Regions from separate parts of the Mus musculus genome. Here regions 2, 3, 4, 5, 6 and 7 are each linked to region 1. The links are chromatin contacts, called in public HiCAR-type and promoter capture Hi-C maps. All regions are on one chromosome and are shown on one strand. The core of a region is the stretch at or near the end of the contact, and the rest is flanking DNA. Distances in the headings are between cores, read along the strand shown. Region 1 holds the start of Kat6a (K(lysine) acetyltransferase 6A). Region 2 holds the start of Ash2l (ASH2 like histone lysine methyltransferase complex subunit). Region 3 holds the start of Bag4 (BCL2-associated athanogene 4). Region 4 holds the start of D830025C05Rik (a long non-coding RNA gene). Region 5 holds the start of Tacc1 (transforming, acidic coiled-coil containing protein 1). Region 6 holds the start of 5830408C22Rik (RIKEN cDNA 5830408C22 gene). Region 7 holds the start of Adam32 (a disintegrin and metallopeptidase domain 32).

What was found. Promoter capture Hi-C pulls out the DNA fragments that hold promoters and counts their contacts. HiCAR-type assays count read pairs that join an accessible place to other places. Capture Hi-C pulls out chosen DNA fragments and counts their contacts.
Region 2: a promoter capture Hi-C map of liver shows a contact between it and region 1, with 2.6 times the contacts expected there. The contact joins the promoter of Ash2l here to the promoter of Kat6a in region 1. A contact is called at or near these places in 2 of 39 promoter capture datasets (both in liver).
Region 3: a contact with region 1 is called in a HiCAR-type map of astrocytes, with 8 times the contacts expected there. The contact joins the promoter of Bag4 here to the promoter of Kat6a in region 1. A contact is called at or near these places in 3 of 39 promoter capture datasets (cranial neural crest, hippocampal neurons and liver) and 1 of 115 datasets of contacts at active chromatin or transcription factors (astrocytes).
Region 4: a contact with region 1 is called in a promoter capture Hi-C map of liver, with 5 times the contacts expected there. The contact joins the promoter of D830025C05Rik here to the promoter of Kat6a in region 1. A contact is called at or near these places in 5 of 39 promoter capture datasets (the 3T3-L1 cell line, the C10 cell line, hippocampal neurons and 2 more), 1 of 115 datasets of contacts at active chromatin or transcription factors (stem cell-derived neural progenitor cells) and 2 of 9 other capture datasets (adipose tissue and liver).
Region 5: a promoter capture Hi-C map of neutrophils shows a contact between it and region 1, with 4 times the contacts expected there. The contact joins the promoter of Tacc1 here to the promoter of Kat6a in region 1. A contact is called at or near these places in 1 of 39 promoter capture datasets (neutrophils) and 2 of 115 datasets of contacts at active chromatin or transcription factors (astrocytes and large pre-B cells).
Region 6: a contact with region 1 is called in a promoter capture Hi-C map of liver, with 3 times the contacts expected there. The contact joins the promoter of 5830408C22Rik here to the promoter of Kat6a in region 1. A contact is called at or near these places in 3 of 39 promoter capture datasets (hippocampal neurons and liver) and 1 of 115 datasets of contacts at active chromatin or transcription factors (large pre-B cells).
Region 7: a contact with region 1 is called in a promoter capture Hi-C map of embryonic stem cells, with 2.3 times the contacts expected there. The contact joins the promoter of Adam32 here to the promoter of Kat6a in region 1. A contact is called at or near these places in 4 of 39 promoter capture datasets (embryonic stem cells, hippocampal neurons, liver and 1 more).

What each region holds. Positions count from the first base shown.
Region 1 is chr8:22,857,713-22,861,081 of GRCm38.p6, reverse strand. Kat6a (K(lysine) acetyltransferase 6A) reads right to left here and starts at 1,536. Exons shown (of 18, transcript NM_001081149.2): 1 at 1,450-1,536. It overlaps Gm46036 (a long non-coding RNA gene), which reads left to right and starts at 643. Exons shown (of 3, transcript XR_001778526.2): 1 at 643-828.
Region 2 is chr8:25,839,286-25,842,654 of GRCm38.p6, reverse strand. It overlaps Ash2l (ASH2 like histone lysine methyltransferase complex subunit), which reads left to right and starts at 1,868. Exons shown (of 16, transcript NM_011791.3): 1 at 1,868-2,073; 2 at 2,580-2,643; 3 at 2,767-2,912. The coding sequence starts at 1,898.
Region 3 is chr8:25,783,620-25,786,988 of GRCm38.p6, reverse strand. Bag4 (BCL2-associated athanogene 4) reads left to right here and starts at 1,780. Exons shown (of 5, transcript NM_026121.3): 1 at 1,780-2,090. The coding sequence starts at 1,818. Lsm1 (LSM1 homolog, mRNA degradation associated) reads right to left here and starts at 1,398. Exons shown (of 4, transcript NM_026032.1): 1 at 1,272-1,398. The coding sequence starts at 1,317.
Region 4 is chr8:25,594,768-25,598,136 of GRCm38.p6, reverse strand. It overlaps D830025C05Rik (a long non-coding RNA gene), which reads right to left and starts at 1,654. Exons shown (of 1, transcript XR_003947362.1): 1 at 1-1,654. It overlaps Letm2 (leucine zipper-EF-hand containing transmembrane protein 2), which reads left to right and starts at 641. Exons shown (of 11, transcript NM_001364069.1): 1 at 641-862; 2 at 1,692-1,775. The coding sequence starts at 1,729.
Region 5 is chr8:25,200,045-25,203,413 of GRCm38.p6, reverse strand. It overlaps Tacc1 (transforming, acidic coiled-coil containing protein 1), which reads left to right and starts at 1,872. Exons shown (of 13, transcript NM_177089.5): 1 at 1,872-2,292; 2 at 3,208-3,323. The coding sequence starts at 2,129.
Region 6 is chr8:25,100,544-25,103,912 of GRCm38.p6, reverse strand. 5830408C22Rik (RIKEN cDNA 5830408C22 gene) reads right to left here and starts at 1,734. Exons shown (of 2, transcript NR_155282.1): 1 at 1,702-1,734. It overlaps Plekha2 (pleckstrin homology domain-containing, family A (phosphoinositide binding specific) member 2), which reads left to right and starts at 2,102. Exons shown (of 12, transcript NM_031257.3): 1 at 2,102-2,253.
Region 7 is chr8:24,947,283-24,950,651 of GRCm38.p6, reverse strand. It overlaps Adam32 (a disintegrin and metallopeptidase domain 32), which reads left to right and starts at 1,848. Exons shown (of 22, transcript NM_153397.2): 1 at 1,848-1,932. The coding sequence starts at 1,857. Adam9 (a disintegrin and metallopeptidase domain 9 (meltrin gamma)) reads left to right here. Exons shown (of 22, transcript NM_001270996.1): 22 at 1-1,041.

The DNA of each region.
Region 1 (3,369 bases), core at 287-2,786:
TGTTCCTCCAAAACTAAGTGTAACTTTGAACTTCTCATGTTTTGGAGCACGTGTACAATATAAACACAGCAAAAAAGGGGCGGGGGCACCCCTTCAGCAACTATTCCCAACAGTGTGCAGGCAAACGGGAGACTAATACATGAGGAATGAAATAGTACTAGTAAGAAAAAAAGCATTAGCACCCGGGGCCAAAATGTATTTCAAAATTAGCTAACTAAAAGAAGTACCCCCCTCCCCAGGAGGGGTGCTTCATATTAGTGGAGGTTTTACGAGGACAAACATCAGAATTATTACCCAAGGGATGTTTCTGATATAGACACTAACTTTAAAGTAACCAGGACTAAGACCTAAGAAGGTGGGAACACCCTATGTGGCTGAGTTTTCAGGTGAAAAAGAATGAATGACAGTCACACATTGTCTTTCCGGCCGGAAGTTTCCCCAATCTGCGAGTCTGCACAAACCAACGCTCTGAAGATCTGAACCCTAACTCTCAGAAAGTACACTCGCGAGCTAGAAAGAAAGACCAGCCGGGCTCGCAAAGCCCTTCCCGCTCTCTCTCCCAACCCAAAACACATCTGCGCGCGCCCTCGATTTAAAGCCCAAGGAACTTTAAAAAAAACTTGAAGCGGCAGAGCCCCGCAGTTTGCCAGCGGACCGCTTCGCCGGTCCCATTCTATGGAAACACAGCCCGGAGAGTAAGTTAACAATGAAATCACGTGGAGTTAGGAGCATAGTAAGCTCTAGCCCCAGCTCCTCCGAGCTCTTCGCTCCAAGGGGTCGGCTCAGAAGAGCAGCAAGGGGGACACCGGCTGTGACGGAGCCTGACAGGTAGGGCAGGTCCGGCCCAAAGTCGCGGAGCTCTTGACAGGCAAGCCCGCCGCCACCCGTCCCGGCTAGGGGCTGACAGTCCGACAGACACAACACCACACGTGCTGCCTGCTCCAGACCACTGCACCCACCAGGCTGTCACCCTGCACCGCTCAACCCCGCTCGGATCTCCGCGCACTCCGCACAGCCCGGAGTGCGCGCCCGCCCGGCGCCGGGAGCGGCGGGAGCGGCGGGCGGGCGGGCGGACGGACGGCGGGCGCGCCCCCGAGGGAGAGCGGGCGAGCCCGCACAGCAGCCCCAGGCTCCGCGGCCTGGCTGCTCGGCGCCAGGGAGCCCCGGCTCCCGGAGTGGGCCGCCGGCGGAGCTAGGGCGGCGGCGGCGGCGGGCCCGTCGGCGCGAGCCCGGAGGGCGGGCGCGGGCCGGGCCGCGGAGTCGGACGCGAGGGGGCGGCCGCGGCGCCCAGCCCGAGGCCTGGCGCAGAGCAGCGGGGAGGCGGCGCAGGCCGCGGCGGGGCCTGCAAGCGGCCCGCCGTCCCCGCGAGGCGCCGAAGCAGACTCCGGGGCGGCCTAGCCTCGGGCTCGGCAGCTGGGAGCGACCGGGGGCGGCCCCTCGGCTCCTTACCTGGGGGGAAGACAGCCGGGATCCCGGGGGCCCGGGCCGGACCGCGGAGATGCCCCAAACTGACACGGCCGCCATCTTGGAGACAGTGAGCTCCGACTGGGGGGAGGGGAGGCCAAGCGGCGGAACAGCCGCGGGGGGAGGGGAGCGTCGCGAGGGAACGGCTGCCTGGGGAGGGAGCGGGAACAGCCTGCGCGGGCGGGCGGGAGGGAGGGAGCGGAGGAGCGCGGGAGGGGGGCGGCCGGTAGCTGGAAGAGCCGGCTCGTCGCCGGGAAGGGCCGGAGGGCGGGGCCACGGGGGGCGGGGTGGAGGGAGCCGCTGGGCGGGTCACGTGGGGCGGGTACAAAAGGCCGAAGCCCGGGTGGAAGCGGGAGTTGGCCGGGCTGGAGGCCAACAGCTGGGGGCGTCCCCTCCTCCTTTCTCACGCGCAGCGATCGGGCAGAATGGCGAGGCCACAGGCGGAAGGTGCACCCGGATTATACAGCCCGGGAAACTTGGAGCGGGCGGGCGGGCGGGCGGGCGGGCGGGCGGGCGCTTGGGTGGGGCGGCTTCGGCGCGACGCCGAAACCTCGGAGCTAGGAAGCTCGGAGCTCCCGGCGCGCGGCGTCCGCCCGGGTTCCCAGGCCCTTGTTAGCGCCCGGGGGCGTGCACCCGCGGCTGCCTTGCAGGGTCGGGGACACACACACACACACACACACACAGTGGCTTCGGGAGCTCCGTGGCTGGGCGGGGGAACGCGGGTGGCAGGAGTTCCTTCTTTTGCCTTCGCCTTTCTGCTCACTCTGCACTCCAGCTGCTCATCCCCCCGTGGTTCAAAGAATAGTCTGGCTAGAAAGGGGAGAGGGCACGAAGTTGGACACTCCTTGTCAGCCAACAAGATGCCCACCTAGGGCACTTGACTGACCCCCCTGCCCGCAAGTCACTAAACCTTGGAAACATGTTTATAAGAAACACCACCCACCGAGCTCGGTTTCTAGGACTTGGACAAGGTCACACAGCTATTATGGCACGGTTGCTTGTGGAACCTGGGTCTTTCTCTTCTTTTCCTACCCTGTGCAGTTTGATGGCTGAACCGCAGAGACTCTTGGCTAGGGCAAGCCTCTCCGCTACTGGCTACCTGTTTCTTTGTCTTTGGTCCACTAGAAACTCTTGAGATTGAGTCCCACACACACATACCCCTTCCCTGGAAAGACGTTAAAGCTCAACAGCTTGAGACTTGTATTGCTGCTACCCTTGCACTTGGTTTATGTCCCCTTCCTAGACTGTTAACCCCCCGCCACCTCATTTTATCATAGCTTTACCAAAAAGGAAAAAAACACCTGCTAGTCGCTGCCATAACTTTGATATTACTTTGTTGGTTTTGTGCTTTATTCACTTTACAGTTCAGGTGTAGTCGTAATGCTTTTAGTATATTCCCAGGTTAATGTTCTTCGACAGTGCCATTTGGCATCCCAGCATCTAACCAACATGATGCCAAGGGCTCAAAACAGCGCTTATAGTGAATAAGCATTTGTAAGCGTCTGAGAAATAAGTTTACACCTCACCTCATGTCCTGTCTCCAAACCTCATTCCCTGCTTTCAGATCTGAGTAGCCCTCCTCCACCCTAATTCTTGCCCAGACGACTATGCACACTAGACTGTTGAAACTATTCCATATTAATACTAGCCTGGGAAACTCACGCAAAGGGCCTGCAGTGCCCTATACTGATGTTGATAACAAGCAGTTGTGGAGAGGTTTATTGGATCACCCAAAACCACTTCTCTACAAACCCCAAATTGTATTCCATTACTAGTGGAAGAGAAATTTGAAGACAGGAGGATGACCAAGATCAAGACTCAGTGGACTCCCCATCTCAAGGGAATATGGTAGACAATGTTACGGCAAAGACACATAGTATCATCCACAGGCCTCCAAGAATGGAC
Region 2 (3,369 bases), core at 619-3,118, 3.0 Mb before region 1:
TTTTATTTATATGAACACACTGTAGCTGTCATCAGACACAGCAGAAGAGGGCATCCGATCCCATTACAGATGGTTATGAGCCACCATGTGATTGCTGGGAAGTGAACTCAGGGCCTCTGGAAGAGCAGTCAGTGCTCTTAACCACTGAGCCATCTCCCCAGCCCCTAGATGATCTTGCTTTATAAATAGCTGTATTCAGTTTTCAAATATGTTATTCAGGGGTTTCCAACTAGTCAAAACGCAGAGATTGGTTAACTGTGGGGTACCCAGTCCCAGTGGGTATATCTCCAACATCATACCTAAGGCTCAGAAAACATTGAGGGAGAGGGGAACAGAGAGACTGTAAAAGCCAGGGGACTGGGACCTGTGCCATGAAGTGATGGCTATCAGGAACGACCCATGACGTCACAACAATATGGCTGCCCAAATGAGATCTAACTATGGCAATCCTAATAGACATATTAACATGGAAGGGGGAAATCTCTAAAAAGTCATGCATTTGAGAGGGTAAGGTGGGGCATGGGGGGGGGAGGATCGGTCCCCATTCACACAACAGTTGTTATGATGTCTAGGGAGGCTTGGGAGGTGAACGTTTGCTGGTGGAGGTAAGTCACTGGGGGCAAGCTTACACGAAAAAAGTGAAGCCGCTTCCTTGAAGTTCTCCCTGTCTGCTTGGTGATTCTGATAGAGAATTCGAGCTCTCAGCCTTGTCTGATAGTCACCATTTCAGATCCTTGCTGCCTTATCTCCCCACCATCATGGATTCTTATCTCTTTGAACCCCCCTCAACCAAGATCCCCCCTCCCCTTGCTTAAGATATTTTTGGTCATGGCGGCACTTTCTCCTAACAACTGCAAAGTATCAATGATCTCTAATCCCTAAGTGTGTTTGTTTTAAAACAGCAAATTTATGGTCCGTGAGATGGCCCAGTGGGCAAAGGCGGCACTTGCTTGCCAAGCCTGAGCTAGATTCCTAGAACTCACATAGTGGAGGGAAAGAAAGCTCTTCTCACCATATTGTCCTCTCACCTGTCCAGTGCACTATGCCACATACATGCGCACACATCCGTAAAGCGCACACACACGCGGAGGATGGGGGTGAGGCGGCAGTTTCTATTTTGCTAGGGTTTAGAGCCCACCCATATGCTTGCACTCAGTCCAGGGGTTTAGCTACCAGCAGACATCCCTTTCTTACTCGTTTCTGCCCTTCTCGCTAAGGCCCAAACCTTGCTGAATTCTGTCCTCTGCTAGCACTCTCGCCTGGAGCTCTACTTCCCTCCGTGAACTAGCAATTCGTGTTCCTCGAGCGCACAGCACTTCTAGCCTCCTCTGGCCAGATGTTTCTTTTCCTAACGTCTTTTCCACCCACAACTACCTCGGGCTCTCTGGAATCAGACCTCTAGTCTCTCCAAAAGCCGCCTGGAAACGGGGCTTCTGGCGGCCAGCTACGCAGTTACAGACGCTCCCGGCAGGTGTGAGCCAGAGTGCTCCTTTGTTGTTGTTTGGAAGTTTCCTACGTTTTAGGGTTTTAGTATGATCGCCTGCTCCGCACAGTGTAAAGGGGAGTCTCTCACATCCTCATATGTGCCGTGATTTCCACTCTTAGCCACGACTATGAGCAGGCGTTTTGAATAATTCAAGTCCCAAGAGGAAAGCAAAGGACAGACCTCCTAAGTGGCTCCCTTCAAACCTGGGCAATCCGAGTTGCGCCCTGCCTTTTTCTTTCTTCCTTTCTTTTTTTTTTTTTTTCTGGCCTTAAAGCGGCGGACTCAAAGTGCGTCCTTCCCAAGTAAGTGGCGGGCCCCCCAACAAAAGGTCTTTCCCACTTTAAGAGCGCCGTGCGTGGCGGCAACTCGCCGCATAGATATATTCTCGCGAGAGCTTGGGAAGGAGCAGCGATGGCGGCGGCTGGAGCGGGTCCTGGTCCGGGAGTCAGCGCCGGCCCTGGTCCCGGAGCCGCTGCAAGTGCCACAACGGCGGAGGACCGAGAGACAGAGCCGGTGGCCGCGGGGGCTGGCGAGGGGCCGTCAGCCGCCCCGGGAGCGGAGCCCAGCTCCGGAGAGGCCGAAAGTGGGTAAGGCAATCCACTCGCAGCCCCGGGGACGCGCGAGGGCCCGCCCCTCGTGGAAGCCCGCGGCTCGCGCCGCCCGGTGTCGCCCTCCGGATCCAGGTCCCGCAGCCAACGGCTCGGCCCGCCCGCCCACCCGGTACCCTCCGCAACCCCGCTGGCTGCTTGCTTGTGGACTCCAAGCCGCTCCTCGGCTCCTCGGCTCCCATCAGCACCAGTGTGAGCCAAGAGCGTTTCCCCCTCTAGCGCCCCGGAAGACCTCGCTGATCCCTCTTGCAATGCTTGGTCCTGAAAGCACTGAGGACGGCAGCCTCCCGTCGTTAGCCCAGTGCACTAGGAATCCCTGGGCCGCGAACACATTTGTCTTGCTTGACAACCTCCCTCCTAATACTCAGGATTGTTCTCTCGTGGGCATCCCGTTCAGGACATGAAAAAGATATACCCTCCGTATTTGGACCATTGTGTTTTTCTGTTTAGGAAAGGCCATTTTGATGTTTGTCTTTTCATTATAGGGATGCAAACTTGGTTGATGTAAGTGGTCTGGAGACAGAATCTTCTAATGGAAAAGATACTTTGGTAAGTATTTCCTCTGAGGCCTTTGGAAGGCGAACTAGATTTGGTTTTAAAATGTTTAATCTATTTTTTTTTTTTTAAAAAGTAGTCAGGCCATTTGATTCTCTTATTGCCCTGTGGCTCCAGGAAGGTACCGGAGACACTTCAGAAGTGATGGATACCCAGGCGGGCTCTGTGGATGAGGAGAATGGGCGGCAGTTGGGAGAAGTGGAGTTGCAGTGTGGGATATGTACAAAATGGTTCACCGCTGACACCTTTGGAATAGACACGTCGTGAGTACATTTCATGGCCTTCTAGACAGCATGATCCTGGAGAGATGGCTTAGCATTTTAGATCACTAGTTACCCTTTCAGGGGTTTGGGCTTGATTCCCAGTATTCACATGGCAGCTCAAGGAACCCCAGTTCTGGGGTGGAAGGGGAAATTATGTAATCATATTTCTTTTTTTTTAATTAATTTATTTATTTTATGTATATGAGTACACTGTAGCTATACAAATGGTTGTGAGCCATCATGTGGTTTCTGGAAATTGAACTCAGGACCTCTGCCCGCTCTAGCCCTGCTTGCTCCAACTCTGCTCACAACAGCCCAAAGATTTATTATATGTGTACACTGTAGCTGTCTTCAGACACACCAGAAGAGGGTGTCAGATTTTTGTTAGGAGTGGTTGTGAGCCACCATGTGGTTGGGATTTGAACTCAGGACCTTTGGAAGAGCAGTCAGTGCTCTT
Region 3 (3,369 bases), core at 531-3,030, 2.9 Mb before region 1:
TTTGAAGTTGTAAATCATTTTGCTTTTGAAAAGTCACAGTATTAAAATGATTTTAAAATGCTGATTATAGACCTGAGAGATGGCTCAGTGCTAAAGAGTATTGTCTGGTCTTCCAGAGGACCCAGTACCCTCTTCTGTTCTCTCCAGCACCAGGCAAGCTCGCAATGCACATACATACATGCTCATATACAGCGGTTTTTTTTTTTTGTTTGTTTGTTTGTTTTTTTAATGCTGCTTTAAAAGTTATATTCATCCCAGCACTTGGGAGGCAAAGGCAGGAAGATTTCTGAGTTCCAGGCCAGCCTGGTGTACAAGGTGAGTTCCAGATCAGCCAGGGCTATACAGAGAAACCCTGTCTCGAAAAACCAAAAAAAAAAAAAAGTTATATTCAAGGAATCATACACAGGTAAGAATTCGGGGCGGGGGAATGAAAGTGGAGGCTGGAGAGATGGTTCAGAAGAGCACGTGTTGCTCTTGCAGAAGATCTGAGTTCCTTTCTCAGCACCCACACTGTGACTCTGTAACTCGGTCCATAACTCCAATTCCAGAGGATCCCAAGAAGAGAAAGTCATCTGGCTTCGTGGATACCAATATGCCCGTGGTTTAATTACATGTAGACGAGACATAAATACACAATAAATTAAACCTTTTAAAACCGAAATTGTAACCTCTTTATTTTTACAGGACTAACCTCCTTTTAGTAAAAGCAAAACTGTCAAACAGAAAAGAGTAAGTTTGAAGTGACTTAGCATTCGCAGAAAATCCCGTTATTACGTCCGGCACCTGTCTCTACAACTTTAATCTGAAAGTGCTAATGACCCTTACAGAAAAAGGAGAGTGCTAGTGGCTATACAACAGAAAGCCTACGTTCTCTGCTAATTAAATTCAACTGCTGTTGTCGGGTCTGGTGAGTCCTTTCTAGAAGCAATCTCCATCCATTCACTGTCAAACGCCTTACGAGGGGCGCAGCATCCGACTTGGGAACGCGAAGTGGCTCAGGCGACTTCCTTCGCGTGCTCTGCCCTTCACGTTCCCAAGTCGGATGCTGCGCCCCTCGGAAGGCGTTTCACAGCTTGGGGGGCGGGGGGCGGGGAGGTGTTACCCGCTCAAGGACAGAGAAGGCAGCTTGGGAAAAGGCTCCGTCCGAGGCTGTGAAGGCAGAACCACCCCGCCCGGGCCCAGAGATCACTCTCTGGGCCCTTGTCGAGGGACGCCCACTCGAAAAGGGGTCCCACACCAGGCTTCCCCCGAGGGAGAGGTTAGGTACTCACTGTCGATGTCCTCGATGAGGCTGGCGGTGCCGGGCATATAGTTCATGTTTGAGCTCTCGCAAGGCTGCACCGGACGGCCGCGAGGGCGTCCAGTCGCCCGTCGGCGGGACGCGGACGGGAACCGGCCGCTCACCTGCAGCTCAGACACCGCTAGTCGCCGGAAGCGTTTCAGGTGACCCCACCCACTTCCGGTATCGCCTGCCCGTCCGCCGAAAGAGGCGTGCCGGGCGTGTTGCCAGTCGGTGGCCGACCACGTTCTCTTCCCCTCCAGTCAGTGCAGTGAAGTCCAGGTCGGAAGGGCGGAGGATAGGCGTTTCCTCACGCGTGACGAGCGCTGCCCCTCGCCTCGCTTTCCCGACCCGAGGCCCGGATTGACCCGTACCGTCCATGACCGTTCCGCGCTCGGCGTGCAAGGGGCGGGACCGGCTCGGGATTGGCTGTAGCCGTCCTATCCCCCTCCGCCGCTCGCCAATAGCGGCCTCCCGCAGGCGCCTGCGCAATGGGACGGTCGTGGGGGGCGGGAAGCGCTTCGCGGCAGCGGAGCCCATGTCGGCCCTGAGGCGCTCGGGCTACGGCCCCAGTGACGGCCCTTCTTACGGCCGCTACTACGGGCCCGGGGGAGGCGATGTCCCGGTGCACGTACCTCCGCCCTTATACCCCCCTCTTCGTCCGGAGCCTCCCCAGCCTCCGGTTTCCTGGCGAGGGCGCGGGGGCGCCCCGGCCGAGACCACCTGGCCGGGCGAAGGCGCAGGTGGCGATGGCTACTACCCCTCGGGAGGCGCCTGGGCAGAAGCGAGCAGAGCCGGGGGAGGCCACCAGGTAAGCTTCGAAGTCTTTTCCGGGGCTCCAGTCGGGAAGTCTTGGGCAGAGGTGAGGACATTTGGGGGTTTTATACTTAGGGTCTGTTAGGACTCGGGTCTCTGATTTGTTCTTCTTTTGGGGACGGTGCAGAGACGAGGACCAGAGATGCGAGGGGAGCTAGGCTTGGGTTCCATTTGTCCCTTCGTTTTGTTTGTTTGTTTGTTTGTTTTTGCTTTTTTTTTTAACTTCAGCCATCATAAGTGTTCTTGTTAACCACGAAAAAAAAAAACGAAAAAATATTCTGCGCTGACTTCCTAAGCTTAGTAGCAGGCTGCAGGATCTCTTTCCCGAGAGCGTAGGTTAGCGTGATTGGGCTGTAACAATTTATCCTGCGTGGCTCGGGGAGCTGCAGCCCCAGCCCTTACTCAGCAGCCCCTCCCACGGGGAAGGGATCGAAACGGGGCGGGCTGATCACTTAGTTCCTTATCACTAAAGCTTTGCCTGGAATTGAATCAGGAGGGATCAATGTTGCAAAGTACCTTAATGTTCTATTTAATCATCGCAAGACTGCAAGACAGATGTTATTAATGCTTCCCAATTTTTGAATGGAGAAGGCTCTGAGAGACCGACTTGCTTAGTATGTTTGGACCTGTAACATTTTGTTGCTTGCATACATGCCAAAAGTGTGTTTCTATTTTATCTTCGTATGGGGCTATCATTCTAGGATGGTGGCACACATCTTTTGGCCTTTGTAACATTCTTACTTGCAGAAAATTAATTATAAAATTCTCACATATCCACGACGGGATTGTAAAATAGTACAGTGCTTTGGAAAATAGCTGGGTCGTTCCTAAAACTTCTGACAGAGAGTTAATTTATGATCTAGCAGGTCTACTTGTAAGTATACTCAAGAAATAGAAAACAAGGGCTGAAAAAACAAAAAACGACAAAAAAAAAGTCTGCTGGTGGTGGCGGCGCATGCCTTTGATCCCAACACTTGGGAGGCAGCCGGATTTCTGAGTTTGAGGCCAGCCTGGTCTACAAAGTGAGTTCCTGGACAGCCAGGGCTACACAGAGAAACCCTGTCTTGAAAAAAAAACAAAAAACAAAAAAACAAAACAAAACAAACAAAAAACAAGGGCTGGTGTGTTTAATCTCAGTACCCAGGAGGCTGAGGCAGACTAGCCAGCCTGGTTCACATGGACATAATGAGTTCCAGGACAGCCTGGACAACGTGGTGAGACCCTGTCTCAAAAAATGAACAACAACCACCACCACCACAACAAAGGAAAACATG
Region 4 (3,369 bases), core at 405-2,904, 2.7 Mb before region 1:
TTGAGATTTCTACACAACTAATGATAAGCGACAACATGAAACCATTTTTTAAAGAGAAAAATCAAATTCCGTATGAAGATTTCAGAAGCATTCCAGCCTTCGACCCCGCAGAAGAAAGGTTTTTTTTTTTTTTTTTTTTTTTTTTCTCAGTGCTGCCCCTCTGCCACCAGGACCTCACAACCTCCTTCGCCAACCCAAGACCTCTAGGCAGTTTCGGAGACTAAAGGGTGAGGAACGGAATCATCAAAGTGATGTCATCAGTGACTCCAATTTGGGTTACAAAGGCTACTATCAGACCTTACTCTGGTAGGGCCTCCATTCAAGGAGTTCTCGAGGAGTTGGCTAGACTACAGAATGTGGGCAGGCAGGGGGGGGGGGGGGACGCAGCTTTGGTCCTGTAGTACAGACGCTGCCTCAACTAACTCCGACCCAGAAGTGACTTCGCGGGCTCGTGCGGGGGACCTTGTTGCCTTCCGCGCGGCTGCCGTGAAGGACGCGAGCCAGTCCCAGGATTTGAGAGCTCATTGGATGGTAGTGGCGTCACTCGGAGTGACGTCACAGGGCGAGGCGCAGGAGGTGGAACCATGGAGACTGGGCTTCCGGCCCCTTTAGCGTGGGGGCGGGGAGGAATTGGGAAGGTAGGGTTGGGGCCTTAGTCACCTCGCAGCGGACAAGGGCTCCCTCGGCGTCTCCCGTCAACCCCGATCTCTCCCCTAAACTTTGGACATTCTCCCCTACGGTGTACCTGACCCCACTCCAACAATCCCCAGACCCACCGCAGTCCTCCCCACTTTCCGCGGAGACTACCGGCCGAGAGCCGAGGGCGCCTTTTGCACCGGTGCGGCGAGCGCGGGGTGCAGAGGTAACCCCGCAGCGCTGGGCGTGGGGTTCCCCCGAAACGCCGGGCAGACTGCCTGGGAGTGGCCCGTAGCCCCGGGGCCAAGGGCTGGGGAGCCTCCGCAACAGGCCCGGCCTCCCTCCGGAGGAGCGCTGTCCGCGGTGGGGCTGGTTTCCGAGGTGCTGTGCCCGGTTCGCGATGTTTACTTTTTAGCTGAGGTTTCCATAGGGTGGGGTTGAGGGCCTGGGGAACCTCCTTCCGGCACGATTGCGAGATCGCAGTGTTATGCCAGTAGCTGAGAAGCGGCTCGGGGTGGAGAACGGTTTTAGTTAAAGGTACAGAGCTTAGTTCGGACTCTGGAGATTCTGCATCTGCGCTTGAGCCTTTAGTAGATACCATTATGTCTTCGCTGTTCCCACATGAAATTAGTGAGAACTTTTAGACTTTTGGGTTGGTGGTAAATGAATCCAGGGTGCTTACTTTCTACTTGTATTTTCTGGTTACAGATAAAGATGTCTTTCTCCTTTTAACCGTCGCAGCAGATTATTAGACACTATTGACCAGAAATTTAAAAAATTAAAAAAAAAAAAGCCTTTGGAGGCCACATCGTCTTCAGGATCATCTTCTTAGAACCCATTTCTGTGTGTTTGGATCGAAAAAGTACCATTTTCAAATCCAGAGCTAAGAAAATACTGAGGCTTTTGTAAATGAACTTGAAGGAAATTTTACACCTTGAATATGCAAATCTCTCTCTTTGCCTTAGTTTTTCTTAAAAAAAAAAAAAAACCACCTAAATTCTCATGTTTAATTGATTCCTTTTTAAAATACTAAATTGTTTGCTTCTTTTGCCTAGGTCTCTGTGTTGGTTAGTTGAAACAAAAAAAATAAACATGGCCTTCTACAGTTATAATTCATTCTTAGCTATTTTCTGGACAAGGTAAGGCTTGGAGTTTCCCACAAAAAAAAATGTATATAAACTCATGCATCTATATGAAAAACATGTGTTGTAAAAGACGTGGTGACAAATGCGTTTAGTCCCAGCACTCAGGAGACAGAGGCAGGCTGGTCTCTGAGTTCAAGGCCAGCCTGGGCTACATATCAAGACCGTCTCAAAAATATACATAAATAAATAAAGGAAGTAACCAACAAAACAAAAAGATTGGCTTAGTACAGAAAACCTTGCTGAGTTTTCAATACATTTCAAGGAAGAACATATTTTAATTTGAACTGCTTTAGAATGTAAGCTGAGTAATTTTGGAAATACATGATAGAGGAAAATAGATGAGACAGTTTTAGAGTGGCATTTCTGTTATTGATGAAGATTACACGAGGACCTCAGGTGTAAGGAAAAGTAAAATGGCTCTTAAACAAGCTTAGCCCAGGACATGTTCCAGTCTAAGGTCCCTTGTCATCTCACTTGTGCATTCAGAAGATTAACTGAACACTCACCACTTGCCACATTCATTGTATATTTTTCCTTTTGTCCATTTATAGGCTATATTTTGATATGTTTAAAAATTGCATTAAAGAATGGGAAAAGGCCATCCTTTAGCCAAGAACAACAACAAAAATCTCCCCTTCTCTCTTTCTTTTTTCTTTCTCTTTCTTTTTTCTTCCTTCCTTCCTTCCTTCCTTCCTTCCTTCCTTCCTTTCTTTTTCTTTTTGTTTGTCTTGGGGTTTTGTTTTTGTTGTTTGTTTTGTATCTATGTCCTGGAACTCACTCTAGACCAAGGTGGCCTCCAACTCAGGCATCTGCCCACTTCTGCTCCTGAGTGCTGGGTTTAAAGGTGTGCACCACTCTTGACTGACTGGCTGCTTGGTGCTATCTCTACTTGGCTGTGTTTTATTTATGTTCTAGCTTAACTACAGGATTAGAATATAAAAACCATTGGTCGAAGTGCTCAATTCTAATTCCTATTTTTCAAAGTCTCTTGAGTAATTTCAGGGAGATTATATTTCATCCCTTTGAGGGAATCTATAGACACATGGACAAAACAGTATCACCTGATTGGTTAATCCTCACAGGGACTATGAAGTTGTTTCATCAAAATGTTCTTGGTTGTCAGTAGAGTAGCTAACAGTCAGAGCTTCGGCTACTTTATGAGAGTAGAGACAGTACTGTCATATCATCCCTGACAGAAATATGTTTTTGAATAGATACTTTTTCTAATAAGACATTTTAAATCTTTTTGTTGCTTAACTACTCAAAAAGAGCATGCCCCTGACACCCTTTTGGAGATCACAGGGCATCTTATGAAAGTCAGTTCTATCCTTCTACCATCCGGGTCCCAAGGATTTAACCAGGGTTTGACAGCAAGTGCTTTTACACCCTTGAACTATCTCACTGGCCACTAGATGTTTACATTAATAGTTTCAGAACTTGGAACTTGCTATAGCAAATTACTCTTCAGAATTAACTTACTGATATTTTTCATAAGAATATGTTCAATGATTGAGCACAACTCAGCTATTTGAACACTTGCCTAGCATATGTGAACTTTTTTTTTTTTTTTTGGCTTTGGTTCCCAGTA
Region 5 (3,369 bases), core at 623-3,122, 2.3 Mb before region 1:
AGTGACGAGAGAAGTTTGACCAGCCAAGGCCAGAGGTCTTTCGGGGAAACTTGGAGTTCAGATGGGAGAAGAGGTGTATTTCAGGAACGCAGAAAACCCTGCAGGCAAAGAGAGAGTGAGTTCTGGAATTAAGAGCCATGGTCGACTTACGTTAAGTATTGTTTGCCAAGTCTGCCCTTTGACAATGCCCCGAGGCTGTCATTAGACTGTCTAGACACCCCTGTCCCTTTTCTCCTCTTCCTCTTGCTTCGGGGCTAGGAATGGAGTTCAGGGCCGGGAGCCCTGCTGGAGATGCTGCCCCTTCTGGGGTACATCCCCAGTGTGGACTTGTGTTTGTACCATCTCTTAGGTGTTCTTGGGCATATCAAGGTTATATCTGGGTCTCTGCTGCTGATGGTTTGGGAAGCAGGATTAACCAGGCAGAGAAAGCCCTGAGGGACAAACTGTAATTCCGAGAAGTTCTGGAGTGCAGGAGCTATGCAAGGCACACGAGGATCGGGAGGAGGGAAAAAGAGGGTAGCAGTCTCGAGGAGGAGGAATGATCAAGCCCAGGTAAGGACTTACATGGGTACTATTTTCAAGCTACAGGGGTTTCTAATCTGAAGATTTGCTTGATCATAAACCCAAGACAACGACAGTTGGATAGTCTTGGCATAGTTCTTGTAGACCTAAAACAAAATGACTTCCGCTCACATTTTTAAAAAAAAAGTCTTTCAACACTTTTGACAGTCGTGTTTATCTCAGGCAAGAAGCAGTAATGGGCTCTAAAGTATACTCCTGCCTTTTTTTTTTTTTTATTATGGTAGGATACCTGCCAAGCCTTATCTTACATGTTTGCTTGTCTTTGTTATGAAGTGTATAAGACATTTGTGATTCATCTGCAGTACACGACGTGGTGCCAGCTTCTTTCAGGGTAAGCTCATGAGCATCCTGAAAATCTTCGCCTGACTTTGTTCTGAATTTTGGAGGCACACTCTCTGTGGGAATTGTAGCCACCTCACAGATTCTCTGAGACTGAGAAATGTCAGTATTATGGAAAACACACTGATGAGCTAATGGTCTCAAACTTGGCTTTGGAGGAAATGAATTCACTGGGAGAGAGGACCTGGGGCAGTCTCTTAGTGGAATCCTTCAAAGATAAAGGGGGGAAAATTCTTCTCTTCACCTTCAGAGGTAAAAGCCTTATTCTGAAGACTGTCACCAGATCTTGATGGCTCTGTACTGAAGAAGCAAAGGACATCAGAAACCAAGGACCCAGGAATTATCTGAAAAAAGCCTAAAGTTATGAAAAGAAAGAACAACAGGAAACGGCTCAGGCCGTCTTATCAGGGGGCAATTTTGCATCTATCCCAGGTCAGGGCACTCCGGAGCCCTCATGAGTGTGGCTTGGTGAGGGCAAGACAACTTCAATTCTTCTGTAACCTGGGAGCCTTCCAAATCCTGGGCGTAACAAGGATGGCGCTGACCAGTGTCAAGGATCGGGTACAACACTCTACAGAGGTTCTGAGTTGTTTTGTTTTTAAATAAGGGGCTTAACTTCTGTACAGCGCAGCTTCAGCCACGCCATTAAGTCCTAGCGGCAGGAAACACAGATAAAAGGGGAAGAGGAACAGCGCCGCGGCGCGCACACGCTCGGAAATGGACGGCGGCGGCGCGCGGCGCGCGGCAGGCGCGGATCCCGCGGGGAGGGCGAGCGCGGTCGAGCAGCCCCTGCCCAAGGCCGGGCGCGACCAGCGCGGCGGGGGGAGCGCGCTTCCAAGCGGCCGCCCCCGCGCGCCGCGCCAGTAGTTCGGTCCGAGGGGGCGGCTCCAGGGGCGCGGCTCCGCGGCGGCCGAGGCTGCTCCAGGCGGGAGCGGACCCCAGAGCCCAGCGACGCGGAGCAGGGCTGGCGGGGGAAGAAGCGGGCGGGCGAGCGGGCACGCGCGGGGGCGAGCTTCGGCGCGGCGGCCCGGAGGAGCGGGGGCGAGCGGCGCTGCGGGGCCGTGGGAGGAAGCGCTGCGCCCGGCCCGACGGCGCTCGTTGAGCCACATCCGCGGGTCGCCGGCGACGTTGCCGGCGCCTGTCAAGGCCCCTCCATTTTGAAGGAAGAGGCCGCCGTTCCCCCACCGCAGGGGCGGCAGCCGCGCTCATGGCGTTCAGTCCCTGGCAGATCCTGTCGCCCGTGCAGTGGGCCAAGTGGACGTGGTCCGCGGTGCGCGGTTCGGGCGCCGGAGAGGACGAAGCCGGAGGTCCCGAGGGCGACCCCGAGGAGGAAGAGGACTCGCAAGCCGAGACCAAATCCCTGAGTTTCAGGCAAGTACACCGCATCCCAGCCGAGATGCAGGCGGGCGCCATCCTCCCACCGCGGTCAATGCTGTGTGCGCGCAACCGTGTTCCCGGCTCTGCTGCCCGCAGCCGGGTCCCCGCTGTGTACCCGAAAGTTCGGGATGTTCTGTCTGCCCGTGTGCTTTTCGTCCTCTGTCTTCGCTGTAAGCTTTCTGAACCCAGCCCCGAATCCGCAGTCTGCGCATCCCGGTTTGCCTGGGTCGCTTTCTCGAAGCGTCGACACCCCGGCTCCGACGCAGCGGCACCGGGTAGTGGCAGTTGATAAGGCCAGGTGCGATTTGTAGCGTTTTCCCCTTGTGGGCAAGAAGTCGCTCCACCGCCCTTCTTGGCCCCGCAGTGTCCTAAAATGCAGCCTTGGTAAAAGAGGATCGCGTGATGACAGGTCCCTGGCAGCTGGTGAGAAATGGTGGTCTCTGCTGAGCTGTCACACGTGTGATTGTGGAAGGCAGGTGACGGCATTTTCAGCTTCCAGTGACTTCCAGACAGGTAGAGGCCTACGGAGAAGAACAGTATAGCTAGAATTGGCTTAGTTTGGGGGGTGGGGCGATATTAATTTTTACGCCCCTGGAAAGGGTTGATTGGGAAGTCTTTTTGTGTGTGTGTCTGTGCGTGTGAAAGGCAGCGATGACAAAAAAAAAAAAAAAAAAAAAAAAAAAAAAAAAAAAAAGGTCCTGGTGAGAAGCTTCAGAGGACGAAAGAGATTTCGGGGAGCTAGGATGCTGGGCATCGCTGAAAATGCTGCAGCCGTTCTCAGGCTGGGTTGAGGATTGGTTGGTTGTAAAGTTAGAGGCGCTGTACTTGCACTTTGGTGGCTGAGTACGTTTTAAAGGCAGTTGGAAATACCGTTGACTGTGGTAATGCCTCGTTTTTCCCCCTCGGCAGCTCGGATTCTGAAGGTAATTTTGAGACTCCTGAAGCTGAAACTCCAATCAGATCGCCTCTCAAGGAGTCTTGTGATTCATCACCGGGATTGGCAGAACCCGAGGCCAAACCCCAAGGTAACAAAACTTGAGTTTTCTACCTTTTTGGTTTTAACTTAAAAAA
Region 6 (3,369 bases), core at 485-2,984, 2.2 Mb before region 1:
CTGACCTCAACTGTGCTGAGGCTCACTCAAAGCTACCAGTCGGTGAGATTCACTACCTGTCACAGAGGCTCTTCTGGCTCTTCAGGATATTGAAGGCGGATTTCTCTGCGGCCCAGAAGGGTACACACAGGTTCCTACCTTGTCTTTGTTGGAAACTGAGGCCTTTGGCTTCTCTGCCTGCCAGGCAGCCAATACAGTAGTGCTCAGAAAATATTTGTGGGTCTGTGACTGGGTGAGTCAGGCAGGCCTCACAGGAGCCGTTTTATGGGTTTTAATAGGAACCATACCGTGAAATCCGAAGCACCACGGCACTGCTGCTTAGCGATCACCCCAGCGGGAGTTTTGGGCAGCACTCATTCAGCAAATTTAACCTGAGCTGATGGTTTAGAGCAGCCTCCATTTTACGGTAAAAATGACCATCTCGTTAAAAAAAAAAAAAAAAAAAAGTACATAGCACCTTTGTGTAGGAAGGAAACCCCGCAAGAATTGACTCGCTTGACCCAGATATAGAAACTGAGGCACTGAGCGGGGTCACGGGTCACCAGCTGCCTAAGGAATGGGAGCCGGTTAGGAGAAATGCTACTTGAAGCCCCAATGCAGGGCAAGGGACCTCCTCAAACGTACAAAATTGACGTTGATGTTTATTTCAAGGGAAATGGCTCCCCTCTCCCCACCTCGTTTTCTTTTCCTTCCTCATTCAGAGCATAATGTTCTAAAGCAAACGTCTTTTTTTCACACCTGAGCGAACTGGGCGGCTCATTTTCGCTTTGGCTATCAAAATAGAAGAGGAAGCGCCTGCGGTTTCATCAGGGGAGCTTTCGGGGCGTGTGCTGCCGGGCGTCCCGCCTTCCTGCCGGCTCACCTGGCTGCAGCCCTCAGCCCCCAGGCTGCCAGGCTGCCTTTGCCTCGCACCGTACTTCCCACCCGCGAAGCCAGGCCTAGTCCTGCAGAGCTTCCGGGGGCGACTTTTTCACTACACACTCCGAGTACCTTGGACCCACACGGCTGACATCAGCATCCTCCTCCCCGCCCCCAGCCCCCAAAGCCGCATCTCTCGGTGCTCGGTCCCTGGGCTGACAATTTTACCGTAAAATTGAGTCCACTTTGTCTGCCTGGCGTTACTTATATTTAAATGTCAATGTCTCCACGAGGGAGGCCTGCGTTAGACCGGACAGACCTGCCCTCTACTGACTGGGGACCCAGAACAAGTTACCTAATGTCTTGGAGTCTCGGTTTCCTCATCGGCCCCAGCACCGGATTGATACCTACGGGTTGCTGTGTGACTGAAGGGCGAGGGCGCTGGAGTTCTGTCTGGTCACCCTAGGCTGAACCTATCGAATCCAGCTTCTCTTTCCCACTTCTCTCCGTGCTCCAAGAAGGGCCAGGCAAGCTGGGTCAGGGCGTTGGCGACCCTCTTAGCTCCGGGGGGTGCACTTTAGACCGCAGGGGGCGATGCGTTCCTCTCTCCACCCCTAAACTCCCAACGCCCCCTCGCCCTCCGGGCAGCCGCGGTTTGGGCCGGCTGCACAGTGCGCAGAAGTAGGCTCGGGACGTGACGGTCGAGCACCCCATCGCGGACACCTGCTGCAGCCGGGTTACATCCCACCAACCTCCTCCCCCCCGCCATCCCCCGCTGCTGTCCCCTCGAGGTCTCCGCACCCCTCTCCTCCCCCCTGGAGGCCCGAGGAGCATTGTACTCACATCCGGGGCTGGGTTTTGCTTTAATGTGAAACGAAATTAACCCGGAAAAAAAGAGTCGAGAGACGGCCTTGGAGGACAGCTGAGGATAAGGGAGAAGTGTGCCGCAGGACAGGCGGGAAGCGAAGCCCCGAGGCGCAGAGCTCTGGGACCCGATGCGACCCTTGCTGCGCAGAGCGCGGTGAGTCGGGCAGAGAGGCGCAAGGGTCCGGGCGCGGAGGGCAGAGAGGGGAGCAGGGCGGCTGGGTTTGCTTGGTGGCGCCAGTCCGGGTGGTGGACGGCGACCGGAGGTGGCCCAATGGGCCACCTCCCCTAGCTCCCAGGAAAGCCCCAAATGCAGCCCCTCCTCCAGTGCACTGGCGCCTCCTGGGTGACCAAGGTCGCCACCGCCAGGGGTCGGGCTGTGGGGTGGGGCGTGTGGGGGCGGTGTCCTGTGGAGCTGCAGATTCTCACGTTTGCAGCGGCGAAACTTCTCCGAGGTTCAAGCACAGGGGTGGTAGCCCCTCAAGGACTGCCCGGGCAGCGGGTAGGGGAGGAGCGCAGAGAACGTCCCAGGCAAGTCCCTCAGGCACGAGTTGGGTGTTGGAGCCTCTTCCTTCTCCTTCTCACTCCTTTTTAACTTGGCGCGGGCCTAGAATGCTACCCTGGGGAGACTCCTCCTTTCGTCTGCTCCCGCCATGGGCTTCTGGGATTCCTGGCAATGGAGGTGACTTGGTGGAAAACGTAGGTCGGTTCCAGGTTAGGTAACCCTTTCGAGGGGAAGCCTCAAAAGGCTGTCCCCTTTAACGTCCGCGCTTCCCTGTTCTGCTCAGCCATGGAGACTTAAAATTTAAAAGGAAAAGAAAAGAAGAAAGGAGAGATGGGGCCAGGTCGTGTGGGAAGGGAAAAAAAGTATCAGGGCATGACCAGGGCACCCTTGTACACCTTCTGCCCTGGGCAGCCCTGCCCCGAGTCTTTCACCTTTAAGGCTTCCTTCCTTCGTGAACATCTTCCGTTTGTACTCCTTCTGTCCCTGATTGGACTCAATTAAGAGTTTTTCAGAGGCGCATAAACACTAGAGGAGGAGCAGGGGAGAACGAACCAGTTGCGGCTCCTGGGAGCATTTTGGTTTGCAGTAGAGGCTGAAGTTCCAAAATTGTGCTAGTGTTCTTAATGTCTTTGATTAGCTGTCCCCCATCCCCCACTCTTTCTTTGTTGCCTCCCACTCCTCCACCCCCCCACCCCCCTCCAGGAGGAGTATAACGCTTCCAGCAACAGCTAAGCAGAAGACACAGGAAGGGTAGAAGTTTTATCTTCAACTTGGTTGCATCTAGTGACTTGTTAATAATAATGATAATAACTTGGTAATAAGAACGTACTGAGTTAGCAGTGGGCCAGCAGCTCACCGGGTCTTTAGGGAGTTGTCAGACTAGTGAAGGACCCTGGCTGTGCAGAGCATCAAACTGGAGTCCCTGGTGTTTGGAGAAGCCAGAGGAGGATTTCTGAAGCATAATCAGTGGCCTTGGCAGAGTTTAGCTTTCCCTGGGTGCTGCCTGAGGCAGGGTTCTAAGAAGAGTAGAGTTTGTTGAGCAAATGAATGAAAGCTATCACTGAGAAGAAACAGAAGAAAGGTGGGGCCTCAGGTTGTGTCAGGCAACGTTTCTCTAGCTATTGTCTTTAGACTGATGAGTC
Region 7 (3,369 bases), core at 599-3,098, 2.1 Mb before region 1:
GACGTGGATTAAGTTATTCTGAGCATGTTACTGTAATGATTCTCAAATTAACTGTATTAGTGTAAGCTTTGTCACTATGCGCTAAACGTAATCCTGACTTTTTGACCCCAGTTACCATTAATAGTTTCTGGTTGACCATTTGAACATGTATTAACTTAGGAAGACTAATTGCCAATAACGTCTGCATTTTCATCTTGCATGGATTAACAGCCATTTATATGGACTTATGTCTCTTAATGCACAAAGAAGCAGATATCTCGAAGGAGCTTACACAAGAACCACAATTACTAGATCATGATATACTTGGAAAGTGTGAAATATGGTGTGTACTCAGTTATTGGCTTCCATTTTTTATGATCTTTCAACTATAACAATTATGATAGAAATCGATTTAACACAATCAGTTATGGGCTTCCATTTTCAAATATCTTTTCAACTGTAATGACTATGACAGGAACTGATTCAACTCTCAATTTTCTTTATGCATCATGGTAAAGCATTGCAGCAGTGTTGTTTTGTTTGAAGTGCACACTCTATGGTACGAGGTGTTTAGTATACCCAAGCAGATAGGTGTCGATCGAACAGGAGCAGGGAGAATACTTCCAACAGTTGAGGTGTTACCAAACCACTTGAGAATTCATGAGCACTTTAACTCTAAACTCTGAATTTCAAAGCTTGATGTGAAGTCCTCTAGAATGTTTACATTTACTAAGGTGTGCTGGGTCCTGTCTCTTTTGACTAATATTTTCGTAAACATTAGGCTGGAGAAAGGAAGGAAGCAGTGGTTTCCTTAGATAACTACAGAATTATACTGGTCTCTGGGATTACTCTCTCAGCTGTATTAAAATGAATTTGTACTTTGAAAGGAATGATATTGACACTAAAATTTTAAACATTTAAATTTTTTCATAATCTTTCATAAAGAAGTTTAATAATAGGTATATTAACTGAATTTCATTAGTTTTTTAAAATAATATTGTTTGTGTATATATACATATTAAAATAAAAACATTTACAACAAATAAAATACTTGAAATTCTTGTTTTGTCGTCCTCTTTATAAATACATAACTATTTGGGTTCTTCTTAATTTCAGTGTTAGGGCTTTTGGCAAATGTGACTGCACTTAAGGAAAACACATTAAAAGATAGACTGTTCATTTTTTTTTTTTTTTCAGGATACTCAAGTACTTTAGCAGTTGGGTGTGTACTAACACTGGTGAACCAGCCCTAGTGAGAAATATGGCGGTGTTGAAGGCCACAAGCCCTCAGAAATACTAAGGAGAAAGTAGTTTACTGACAGGACTCTTGACTTAAGAAGCATGTGACTAGGGCGCTGCCATTCCAGCTAGGACAAAGGCTAAAATGTAGGTTCTTATGTCAAGGATCTGCCATTGCTGTATAAATTAACCATTCTGGTAAGCTCCTAAAAAAGGAAGGTATATGAATTTTAACTGAAGTGCCACGGAGAACCAGGTTGGAAGGAAGCCTGGCGGTCCATGGGAGCAGTGTGCCTGTGGAAATGTAGACCCCAAGGAAGAAAATCAGTTTAGGCTTTCTTGAAAAATTTGTCCACGCATCTTAAAATGCAGTCGTAGTTTAGCCTTAGAAAGAGTATAAACGTATGTGTGTACTTTTTTGACCTGAGCGCCCTCGCAGCCTCTCCAGTACTGCGCATGCGGGTTTCATTGCGAAGCAGCCTGGCTCTGTTAGAGCTGGGGTAGGTGGTGGAGGGGGAGGATGGAGGCGGGGTAGGGGGTTAGGGCGCTCCAAGGACGTGGCCCACGGTGGCCCCTGGCACGTGCCCCACAGCCCCGCGCAACGGCTTTACAACTGTCTAGGTACTCCAGGAGACGCCATGCTGGGCGCCATGCTGCACACACTGCTGCTGCTGCTGCTGGCCGAGCTGGGGGCCTTGCTGGCATCAGGACCCGGTGAGCGCTCCGCAAGGCGGGTTCTCTGAGATTGGGGGCACTTTTCTTGTAGGTCTGTCGTGCACATCATAAAGCTCAAAAAATGGACCCCAAAAGAACACTTCCCAACAGCTTCTGGAAACCACTTAAACTAAAAAAACAAATACCCAGTTTCCACAAGATAACTTTACTAACACGATGTACATGCAATAATAGTTCTTCTAGAAATAGGAAAGAAAAGACATTAAGCCACAAACCCCCAGGCTCAGAGAAAATGCAGCGGTGCGTGGAAGCTGGGAAGGGGCAGAATCTTGCTTAAGTTTTGGAATCAAGTAGGGCTCGGCTACTTGACAGGCAATGATCAAGCTGTTGTGAGTCCAACTGTCCAGCAGGTGCCAGTCCAACGCTTGCCTCTAGCTCTGAGGTCTGCTAATTTGTTGAAGCTGTGGAATGCATCTTTTGAAAGGTGAAGAAGGCATGGTTGGGGCTCTGAGTGTTCTCTTCCTGGTTTATTAGAAGTAAAGAATAAAGAATGTATAGCAACATCTAAAATATCAGCCTCATATCCTTTAGGTGTTAACACGCTTCAAAACTAAGAACCGTTCTTGGGGGGGGGGGGGGAGTAGAAAGTTGGCGTCGCTTTGCATTTTGTGGATCTCCTGAACCTGTGCTTCAATAAAGGACAACTAGGTTGTGTAGCTACTGCTTCCAGTCTTGTGCTGCAGGCTTGAGTAGAAGTGCAAGAAGGAGAACTTTAGAAGCCTTTTCAAGTAGTTGTGAGCTCTCTGCTTACTACACTCACACTGGACAAACGGAAAAAGAATAGTTGCAACGTAGAATTCAAAAACATACCAGCGCCGAAACACACCAGCGCCGGGCGTGGTGGCGCACGACTTTAATCCCAGCACTCGGGAGGCAGAGGCAGGTGGACTTCTGAGTTCCAGGTCTGCCTGGTCTACAAAGTGAGTTCCAGGACAGCCAGGGCTATACAGAGAAACCCTGACTCGAAAAACAAAACAAAACAACAACAAACAAAACAAAACAAAAACACACCAGCAAGCTTTACTATTCTTTATTTTTAATTAAAATATATCACTAATTCTTTTCCATTTCCTCCCTCTAATCTGTCCACCCCAACTCCCTTGCCTTTTTATTTAATATATACTAAATCTCTCTCTCGATATCTATATCTATATCTACATAGATATAGATATGTATATACCAGCAAACTTCATGAAATTCAATTGGATATAAATATTGAATTTTGATTATTTTATGTATGCATATTTTAATATTTTAATCTATTATCTTTAATTTTTAAAACTGTGGGAAATACAAAAAATTGCCAACAGCTTTTAAAAGATTTTTTTAAAAATTTAAACTTTATTTTCCGTATATGGGTATTTTGCCTGCCTACAAGTCTGTGTACCACTTGTGGGCCTGGTGTGCTTAGAGGTC